Regions from separate parts of the Zea mays genome. Here region 1 is linked to region 2. A link is a contact called in public Hi-C data. All regions are on one chromosome and are shown on one strand. The core of a region is the stretch at or near the end of the contact, and the rest is flanking DNA. Distances in the headings are between cores, read along the strand shown. Region 1 holds the start of LOC100285564 (dihydroflavonol-4-reductase). Region 2 holds the start of LOC100191856 (chorismate mutase).

Region 1 (5,617 bases), core at 828-3,327, 170 kb before region 2:
GTGCTGCCTTCAAAGGAAAGAATAGGCATTGCTTTGCTTTTAAGGAATCGTCCAAGGCACCGGTCAGTCGGTCACACCTACCTCTTCAGTTTATCAGCATAACATTTGCAATTGCAAGCCAAGCGCAGTTACTAAATTAAAATTCATTCGGTTTTTTCTGACCGGCTCGTCCTATTCATTTTTTTTGGAAAAATTGAAAAATTCAATGCCACATTTAAAGTAAAACAATATCACCGCGAAAAATAACAATAATTATAAATTTTTTAAATAAGATAAGTCAGTCAAACTTAGAGTAAAAAATCAAGCGAATTATAAATTAGAACGGAGAGAGTAAGAAAAGACTGGGCCGCATGATCATTCACATGACTAAAATGCACTCCGGGTTTCAGTTTTCTATTACGTGGAGTATCTTGGCTTATCTAAGCATGGATACCCATCATCTGACTCGTAGCTAACAAAGTACTGTGCAGCATCATCAGATGGACTTTTCTATCCATGGAGAGCTATTCTTGACCTTGTCCAAAGGACATTAACTAGTCGTTACTGAGCAGACCAACTAGGCTACTCGTCATAAACCCTCCTGGCCATGGATTTCTTCAAATATCATCGTGCACAAGTTGAATTTTTGGAGCAGTCCACCACTATTTCCTTTGATAGCACATTGTTCGAAACGACGAAACCATTATTAAAATGCCCATACCTTGTCGGAATAGGGTACTCCGGGAAGAGTCCGGCGAGGATGCGGCAGAGCTCGCCGCGGTGCAGGGTGCGCTCGGCGCAGACGTACCGGCGGCCGCCGGCTCCGGGCGCCTCCAGCACCCTGACGTGCGCCTCGGCGGCGTCCCTGACGTGCACGTAGGCGTGCGACTCGTTGACGTACTCCTTTGTCTGTCCCGTGAGGTACTTGAGGATGTGCAGGGTGCTGGTGTTCATACTGGGCTGCAGCAGCTCGCCGAGCACCACCACCGGGATGACCACCGCCAGGTCCAGCCCCCGCGCCCGCGCCGCCTCCCACGCGCCCTGCTCCGCCACCGTCTTTGCGTAGCAGTACCAGTTCTGTGAGAATTCATTCATTCCAACGGCGTCAGGACTCAGGACTGGCCGCGCGCCGGAGCGGGGGTTCTTTCTTTTGTACTAATTGATTCGCAGGCCGGGCGAGAGTTTTTTGTTTACCTCGGTGCTCTTGCAGTACTCGAGGTCGCTCCAGCTGGAGTCGCCGAGCGGGGCGTCGGGGTCGCGGCGCGGGTCCATGTACATGGTGCCGATGGTGGAGGACAGCACCAGGCGCCGCACGCCGGCGTCCGCCGCCGCCTCCACGACGTTCCGCGTCCCGGCGATAATCGGCTCGATGATCTCCTCCTGCAAGCCAGGGGTGAATGAGAAGCTTCAGTTTTAATCCTTGCGCTCTCGTGTTGTACTGCTTCCAAGGAGAGGGCAAGAGGCGAGGTCTCGTCATTGGCGGGCGGGCGGGCGGGCGGCGGTGCTTACGGGGTTGTCGTGCATCGGCGAGGCGGTGTGGATGACGCCGTCGCAGCCGCGGAAGGCGGCGCGGAGGCTGGCGCGGTCGAGCAGGTCCACCTGCAGCATGGTGAGGCGCTCCGCCGCGCCGTCGAGCGCCCACAGGTGCGCGTTCTTGGGGTCAGCAGCTGCGCCGCCAGCCGAGTCGGGATTCGAGAGATCCAGCCGCCGCCACAAGCGACAGCCAAAGACAACCCGTCACGTCAGAGACATTCCGGCGCTTTTGTTGGGATTGCGAGGAGGAGAGGAGACGGAACGGACAACGGAGAGAGAGGGAGGGAGGGGAGGAGCAGGCAGCGACCAGCGCGTACCAACCTTCGCGGCGGGAGGTGCCCCGGACGGCGTACCCGCGGGCGAGGAGGATCTTGACGATCCACGAGCCGATGAAGCCGCCGGCGCCGGTGACGCACACGACGGCGGCCATCGCGCGCTGTCGCCCAGTCCCTTCTTCTTCCTCCTCCTCTCGAGCGTGACGGGCGCCGGGCGGGCGGTGATGCTGGTGCCGGTGCCGGGTGGGTGCGCCGCGCACGGACGGCCGGACGGGTGAATGGGTTCGTCCGAGAGCGGGCTGAGCAAATAGGGGCAAGCATTTATCCGCGGAATCGGGACGAAATGGTACGGTGAAGGGGCGGAAATGGCACAGAACGCGGGTGTCTCAAGGCGGTCGCGGTCGCACCAGGCCGTCATGTGAAACGCGAGTGCTACGACCTTGACGGCGACGAAGACCAACACCACCAGTGGATACCGCGCCTGGTGTGTGTGTCTGTCAACCTTGAATACAAATGCCAACGGCGAACCGTCATCCCATTATCATTTTCTGCCTATTGTGTTAAACGTGTGGTACAGGTAATAGTGCAGGAAGCCGTCTCTAATCTCTTGTTTATGACTGCCAGTGCCACCAGCCACCAGCAGCTGTTTCTGTACTGCTGGTAATAGTACTAGCAATAATAATCACGCTGAAAAAATGGTGCCCTGCAAGCACAGCAGGGATCACGTGCCCGGACACGTCGCAGTTGTTTGGTGGGGCTCCGCTCATGCCACTTGCCAGTGTCGTGCGGGGTCGGTGAAAGGGAGGGAAACGTCGCGGCCTTGTGCGACGCGCTGAAGGATCGGAGCCACCAGTGGCCAGTGGGTGATGCATCGCTGGGCCCTCGACGTCCACGTCGGCACGAATCCTCGGTGCCTGCCGACGCAAATCTTTGCTAACTCCAAAACATCTAAACTGATAGACTTTTGTTACCTACAATCCTATGTTTCTGATTCGGTTTTCTAAAACAAAATACAGATACATCCTATATTATATTAGTTGGCAGAGGTTCATATCATATCAGGACAGGGAAGGCGGAGAGGATCATATCATATCAGTGAGGAAGCACACGGCGAGAAGACGCGGGAAACCACTGCTACGGACGCACGCGAATGGATTAGGGAGAGTCCTGGTTCCCGCAAATATGCAGGAGGGAAGCTATCGATGCGGGGGAAGCGAAAAAATGGGAAAACAATAGGCGTCTGTTGGAGAGGAGTTATCGTCCTTTTTTCTTAAAAAATATTTTGAGGTTGTTTTAGCATCTCTTTTGGATTTTCTCTAATACCCATCCATTTTTGGATACTCATTACATCCTTTGCGTACCCACCCAAAAATACATCTTCTATTTGACTACCATTATCTCTAACAATAACCATCTAGACCGAATTTTTTACATTTTGGTCCTTTCTCGGAAAAAAATCACGTTTAGACACTAGAAAATTTTAATGTCATTTTTGGACCCTTTGCTCGGCGCCGTAGCCTATGGCGCCGAGGTAACACAGCTCGACGCCATAGGCTATGGCGCCGAGGTACGTGCTGCGCTGGCGACGTGATATCGAGCTCGGCGCCATAGATCTTGGCGACGAGCTTAGTTGTGTACATGAAACTTGTCTAGCTCAGTCGGTAAAGCACAAGTGGTTGTGGGTTCGAGCCACACAGTGGATGTTTTTTAATACTTTTTGTCTTTTTCACTGATTTTTTTTTGTTGTCCAGATTTTTCGTTTATGTCGCTGATTTGTCCGTCCAGATTTATTTCTCATCTATATTTTTTTTGTTTTTATGACTAATTTGTTTATTCGTCCAGATATTTTTTTTGTTTATCCGGCGAGCACAACGGCTGTGTGCCACAGTGGCCGTGAGCCGTCAACTTTCCCCCTTGTTTGCTCAGCTAACCTACACCTAGGAAAATCAAACTGAACCGCAAATAGACTATAATGTTTAAAACTTCTTTTGGAAATGCAATTTGAAGATTAGCATAGGAATAACAATTATGTTTCTCTTTATCAACCAAAAAGTGACCTACAAAATAATAGCATGGTTAGATCTATGCATCGTTCCCTTGATGGGAACTCAGCATTGAATGGAAAGGTTAATTAAATCTGCGGATTAACTATACTGTTTAGTTTAGTAGTATGTAAATTAAATATAAAAGTGAGGGACTGTACAGTCCCCCTACACACAGACACAAGCTCACAAAGTATTTTGTCCACTTGAAAAACTTAAATTTGTTTGAAAAACGTCATGGTAAATGGAGGGAATGGAATTAGGTATCACCTAGTGGAGTAATTTATGTAGTAAATTCTAAAATATATCATCCATGAGACAAGTATATAATAAGTATACTTTTATTTAGTGCAGAGGAAAAAAAGATAAATATGTGTGCTTCTTTTTACTGGGAATATGTTATTATGTATTTAGAATTTATGTTCAAAAGAACTCAATGAAAATATAATATTTTTATTTGGTCACGATTGAAGTAAGAGTGTTCTTATTCGATTTTTATTGTGGTTAGTTGAGCAAATAAGGGGAGGAGTTGACGGCTTGCGACCACTATGGCACACAGCCGCTGTGCTGACCGGATAAAAAAAATCTGGACGAATAAACAAATTAGTCACAAAAACAAAAAAAAGATGGACGGACAAATCAGCGACATAAACGAAAAATCTGGACAAAAGAAAACAAATAAGTGACAAAGACAAAAAGTATTAAAAAACGCCCATCGTGGGGCTCGAACCAACGACCACAAGGTTAAGAGCCTTGTATTTTACTGACTAAGCTAGACAAGCTTTTTGTATAGAATGGAGCTCGGCGCCAAGATCTATGGCGCCGAGCTCGGTACCACGTCGACGCCACGACGTCCGTTTGTGCCAGCGCAGCACGTACCTCGGTGCCATAGCCTATGGCGTCAAGCTGTGCTACCTCGGCGCCATAGGCTACGACGCCGAGTAAAGAGTCCAAAAATGATATTAAAATTTTTTAGACTCCAAACGTGAATTTTTTTCCGAGGAAGTGCTAAAATGCAAAAAAAATCGGCCATCTAGACACCCATTTAAATAAAAAATATCATTTTTTTCTTTCCATCCCACCAACCTAGGTCCACTTTCTCGCTCTTCTCACACTTACATCACACATAATGGGTTCTGAGAGAGAATACCCATATTTATGTTTTCTCTCTGCATCCAAAATTAATATCGCTTTTGGGTCACCCACTGGAGAGCTTTAGGTGTCGCTACATTGCTCATCGAGTACCTAATTTGAGTTCGGGTGTTTATTTAGGTGTTTTATTGGAGTAAGATGTGATTTATTAGATGGTAACAATAATATGATGCGTGCATATTTACCCACAGGTATGGGTAGTATCCATCCATACATATATCTATCCACTCAACATGCAGAGATTCTTGCTCATTAACATACCTACATAAAGCATTTGATACCTACCTTTCATATCAGGGAAAACCAATCAGATATTTAGGTTTCGGATACCTATTGTCATATCTAGACTGCATGATACATGATACAATATGGTATATTTAAAGTCAGTAAAATCATAAATATAGCTAAAAGACAATATGTATGGAGAGTCATATACAAACATGCACTTCGTACAGGGACAGATTCTCCATGAAGAGACCATCTCTTGTATTTTTTTAATTTAGCATCTCCAAGAAAGACTCTAAACGTGGTTATATTTTAAAATATAGGGCTTGAGTCTATAAAACACCATCCAACAATAGCCCTAATTTATAAAAATTCATCAAATGATTATAGGGTTCGGTCTTCCCGATCCTA
Region 2 (5,126 bases), core at 2,560-5,059:
CCTTGACCATTTCATGGTCATCCCACTTGGTGCTCTTGAGGTTGCGAACTTGGTTCACCATCGTCTTGAGCCGATTGTCATTGCTTGTGACTCTTCTCCTTTGTTGAGGATGAACCAACCGAGTTCTCCCTCGATCATTCCTGCTTGGTGATCTTTGTCACTTCGTCCCCTTCAGGCGCCGTTTTGAGGACGTCCCAAATTTCTTTGGCACTCTTCAACCCTTGCACCTTTTTGTACTCCTCTCTAGACAAGGAAGCTAGGAGTATGGAGGTGGCTTGAGAGTTGAAGTGCCTTACTTGGGCGGCCTCATCGAAGTCGTAATCCTCATCGCCCTCTTGAGGTGCCTGCGCTCCAAATTCAATAATATCCCAAATACTTTCGTGGAGTGAGGTTAGCTGGTGCCTCATTTTATCACTCCACATACAATAATCTTCACCATCAAAGTATGGTGGTTTGCCTAAGGGAACGGAAAGTAAAGGAGCACGTTTGGAAATGCGAGGATAGTGAAGAGGGATCTTACTACACTTCTTACGCTCTTAGTGCTTCGAAGATGTTGACTCGACGCCGGAGGTTGAGGGCATGGAAGAATCGGTCTCGTAGTAGACAACCTTCTTCATCTTCTTTTTCTTCTTATCGCCCTTCTTGTGTGACTTGATGGAGCCGGCGGATTCATCTTTTTCCTTGTGCTTGTGGCCGCTGTTGGGGACTTGTTCTTAAATGCTATGAATTAAGAACAAGGCAACATAAAATGTTATATTAATGCCCTTCATCCGCTGAAGCATTATCTCCCCAAGGATTTAATGAACTTCGGACGAAGGCCATGAGCAAAATATCACGAAGGTCACAACTTCGTGATCAGGCTTATAAGACAATGTAAAATGAAATATAAAATATAAAACATTAGAGAAAGATGTACCAAAAACAGATAATATTATTCACATATTTTATTATACAAACCTAAATATTAAAACATAATATTTAGGTACATTTATACCTTCGCCTTGGCAGAAAGCAATAATTCCAGTGTAATGTGTCAGCGATTACAAGATTGCGTGAACAGTACAGGGGTACTGTTCACCTATTTATAGGCATAGAGCGCAGCCTGTGTATAATTACATTTATGCCCTTTACAATCGACTACAATAAAGACACAGAACATCATGGGTCTTTTAGGTCATTTCATCTTTAAGTCGGTTCACCCCTTCGTCTTGAGGCATGTCACTATGCCGAAGCTTTATAGGCGATAGCTTCGGCGCTGCTCTTGAGAGGATCTACCGAAGGTGTTCTCTTTTTTTAGGATCTTCGGCTACGAAGCATACTCCCAACAGCCGCCCTCCTTTGACGGAGTCTTTTCTTCATTTTTCTCTCACGAAGATCCGGGCTTTCCCCCGGTGATCATCTCCCTTTTGGCGTGTTCTCCCGACATTACTTCTAGTTGTTAGACTCTAATGAAGTACTGGGCTTTGATAGCAATTGAAAGTCTCCTAGATGGGGGGGGGGTGAATAGATGAAACCTGTAAATTATACACTTTGAACACGTACTTCACCTAGGGTTAGGATTAGAAACAAATAATAATGAATACGGAGTGCGGAAGAGAGTTCTTCTTGCTATGAGTTGTTCAATCAATGTAGATAACTTTGGGAGCTAACTCATAGGATTGTGAGCAAGAGAACTTTTAGAGAGAGGGGAGAGGGAGAATCAAATCACAAGTTAATGATCAAAGCAAATGAACACAACGATTTGTTTCCCGAGGTTCGGTTCCCTCTCTCAACCGATCATCTAGACCGATTGAGTGCTTCTTCTTAATCTCAAGGATCACAAAGATCCCGCAAGGATCACCACACACTAAGGTGTCTCTTGCTAGCTTTACAAGTCACTTAGAGAGTTTAGAAGGAGATGAAGAAAGCATGATTAAAAAGTCAAGCAACAAGAGCAACAAATAAAACACGAATCACACTATCTCAAGTCACTAATCACTATTGATCCCTTGTCTTAATTGTGGGACTTGGAGATGATTGGAAGCTTTGAATGTGTCTTGGAATGAATTCCTTGCTCTTGTATTGAATGTGGATGCATTGAATGCTTGGGTGTGCTGAATGGAGGTGGTTGGGGTTGTATTTATAACCCCCACCACAATTATAACCGTTGGAGAGAAAGGAGCAGCTTTCTGTAGACGGGTGCACCAGACAGTCCGGTGCACACCGTACACGACACTATTCATTGTCCGGTGCCTGCCACGTCACTCGACCGTTGGCATGTGTAGCAGTCATTCGTTGGATCCGCCTGCCCCTGTGGCGCACCGGACAGTCCGGTGCGACCTGACGCCTGACCGTTTATGACTTTCTGACGGTTTCTGACTCCGGTGGCAGTCGACCATTGGCGAAGTTGACCGTTGGCCGTGGGCTCACCGGACAGTTCGGTGCACACCGGACAGTCCGGTGAATTATAGCCGCGGAGCGCTGAGTTTTTTCCGAGAGCGGTCTGTCCGTTGGGCGCACCAGCCTAGGCACCGAACACTGTCCGGTGCATTGCAGGCTGGTGCAAGTCTGATTCGCCCCATATTTATAGAAACGACCTAAGGGTCCATTTTCCTTACAAATGTATATGAACTTTATGCATCGGAGAAAAGACCAACTAGGCAAACTAGTTAGTCCATAAGTTTTGTGATGGTCGTCAAACACCAAAATCGATTATAGGAGATGGTTGAGGCTATTTCCCTTTCACGTGGTAACGACTACTTCAGTGCGTAACGATTACATCAACGGTAGGGCAACACGTGATGGCCCAAATTGGAAGGTCCCAATCAAGATACCAGAGGCTTACTACTCTTCTCGGTCCGGTGGTGCACCGGACTGATCTAGTGCGCCACTGCGCAGAGCAGTTTTTGGAGGAAACTCCAATGGCTACCACAACACATTCTTGTCATTCTACATAGACCTGATCACTGTTCTGAGTAGTTCTAGACATTCTTGTGAGAGCGTGCTTTCGAGATCTGCATTCTTATGTCGTGTGGCTGTGTTTTGCTCTTGCGTTGTGTTCTACTCCTCCCTCTTGCTGTTATTTGGAGTTGCAACTTCTATTGAACTTGTGTATGACTGCAAGAGACTCCGATCTGTGGAGATCCTTGCGAGGAGATCTATATTTGATAATGAAGATTGTGGGCTTAAGGTGATCATTGGATCACTTGAGAGATATTGAGTGCAACCCTCGTCAGTTGAGACACCACAACATGGAGTAGACAAGCATTTGAGGCTTGATGGAGCCACGAGAAAAATCATTGTGTCTTGTGTGCTCTATTTTCATTAGGATTCACTCTTAAGTTCTTGTTTCATTTTTCACATGTAATATTGCTCAAATTAATTCCGCAATGTTGTGAGCAACCAAGTGCAAGAACTTCTCTCCTTCTCACTCTTATGGATCTAGTTTTGTACTAACTTTTAATTTGTGTGCCAAGTTTGTGTTTAAGTTGTGAATTTCAGGTATCACATATTCACCGCTTCTAGGTGACTATCAACAATACTGTTTTGTTATTTCAGTGTTTTTGATTCAGTAATAGTAGTTTTTTTGAATGTCTGGTCGTTCGATTACAAGGATATTTATACCCGCCACCATATCACGCATACTCACGCTTACACACCTCAAATCTCTCAAATACTCCATTCCACGCTGCTATAGTTGGTGTTAGGCTTGATCAGCCGCTGACCATGTCTTTTTTCTGTTTCCACGCTTGAGCGGTCACTGCAGTACTGCACTTGGAGCTTGGAGATGGAGAAAACCGGTCATCTTGGGTCCCATTGGTGATTGGCCACTCCGACCATTTCCACCAACGGTCTGGACGGGTGGACTGACCACAAGTCGCCGACTCGCCATCCGCGTCAACACCACTGCAACCACCACCGCCGTGTGGGAGGCCCAAACCACGCGCCTTTCCCCACTGCACCAGGCAACCCACCAGCAGGCCGCAGTTCACGCTTGGCTGACGACCGACCCCCATTCGTTCTAGCCCTCCCTCCGACACTCCGATCCATTACTCGCTATGGACGCGGCGGGCGGCGACCAGCTAAGCCTGGCCGCGGTGCGCGACGCGCTGGTGCGGCTGGAGGACTCCGTGGTGTTCGCGCTCATCGAGCGCGCCCGGCATCCGCGGAACGCGCCAGCCTACGCGCCCGCCGCCACCGCTGGAGAACATTCGCTCGTGGAGTTCTTCGTCCGGGAAGCAGAGGCCCTCAACGCAAAGGCAAGCCTCTTCCTTTTTCGTGCTTTTCTTGTTCGTCCCTCAGTTTCCTCTGTTATTAAGACTTGTATTGCCTTGCCTGGATGAGGAACTACGCGGATGGGGCCAAACCACTGCGCTCTCAAGTTCTTGGTCGGGCAGAACCTATCGTTTGTTATTGTAAACGTGGTCAGCTTACCTATGATTCAAGGTGGCAAGATTTTTAAACGCCTAGACACCCCCGTTGGTTGTGTTTGGAATTCAGCTGAAACGTAGAGGCTACAGTTATCGCCATTGCAGATTACCTATTTTTGTCTGGTGAAATGCTCAACTTAGGTTTGATCTAAAAAAAATTTGGTCGGAGAGAGAAAGACCGTCCTCCTGATATTATATTTAAAAATAGATCGAAACATGATTACGGTCGAGAAAATTCTCGAACCGTGGCCCCATCCACTCTGCAACGACCAACCGAAGGGTGGGCGGGTGAGGCACAACAAAGGGATTTTTTTAACCAAGTCAGAAATTTGCCCTCGAGGGGGATCGAGAAGACAGGACCTAGAGGTGGTACTCGGAAGCATTAACCATTACGCTAGATGCCCTTAAGCACTTAGGTTTGATCTAACTAGTAAAGTAAACCAGCTGTAAAACTTCAGTACGAAATAAGTGCTTCTTCTTTTAGGTTCACATTATATGCAATCACTCCTTGATGAAACCCAGATCTTACCGGGGTAGAGATGGATTTGGTTCTTTGAGCACCCTTGACACTTCTCTACATGGCTTTCCACTGTGTTGATTTGAAGAACTGAATCCTATCTCTATTTGTTCGTTTCAAATTCACTTGGCACGAAAAAAATAAAATGTACTTCTTGTTATTTATCTAACTGAGTAACTAATATGATCAATCATTGTTTA

Evidence for each region. Hi-C and Micro-C count contacts between places; a contact is called where the count stands out from the background.
Region 1: a contact with region 2 is called in a Hi-C map of leaf, with 2.4 times the contacts expected there. The contact joins the promoter of LOC100285564 here to the promoter of LOC100191856 in region 2. A contact is called at or near these places in 12 of 25 Hi-C or Micro-C datasets (bundle sheath, ear, leaf and 1 more).

What each region holds. Positions count from the first base shown.
Region 1 is chr5:94,460,573-94,466,189 of Zm-B73-REFERENCE-NAM-5.0, reverse strand. It overlaps LOC100285564 (dihydroflavonol-4-reductase), which reads right to left and starts at 2,077. Exons shown (of 6, transcript NM_001158455.2): 1 at 1,834-2,077; 2 at 1,489-1,646; 3 at 1,174-1,359; 4 at 701-1,056. The coding sequence starts at 1,942. It overlaps LOC118472037 (a long non-coding RNA gene), which reads left to right. Exons shown (of 5, transcript XR_004849520.1): 4 at 1-62.
Region 2 is chr5:94,296,061-94,301,186 of Zm-B73-REFERENCE-NAM-5.0, reverse strand. It overlaps LOC100191856 (chorismate mutase), which reads left to right and starts at 3,809. Exons shown (of 5, transcript NM_001137280.2): 1 at 3,809-4,238. The coding sequence starts at 4,038.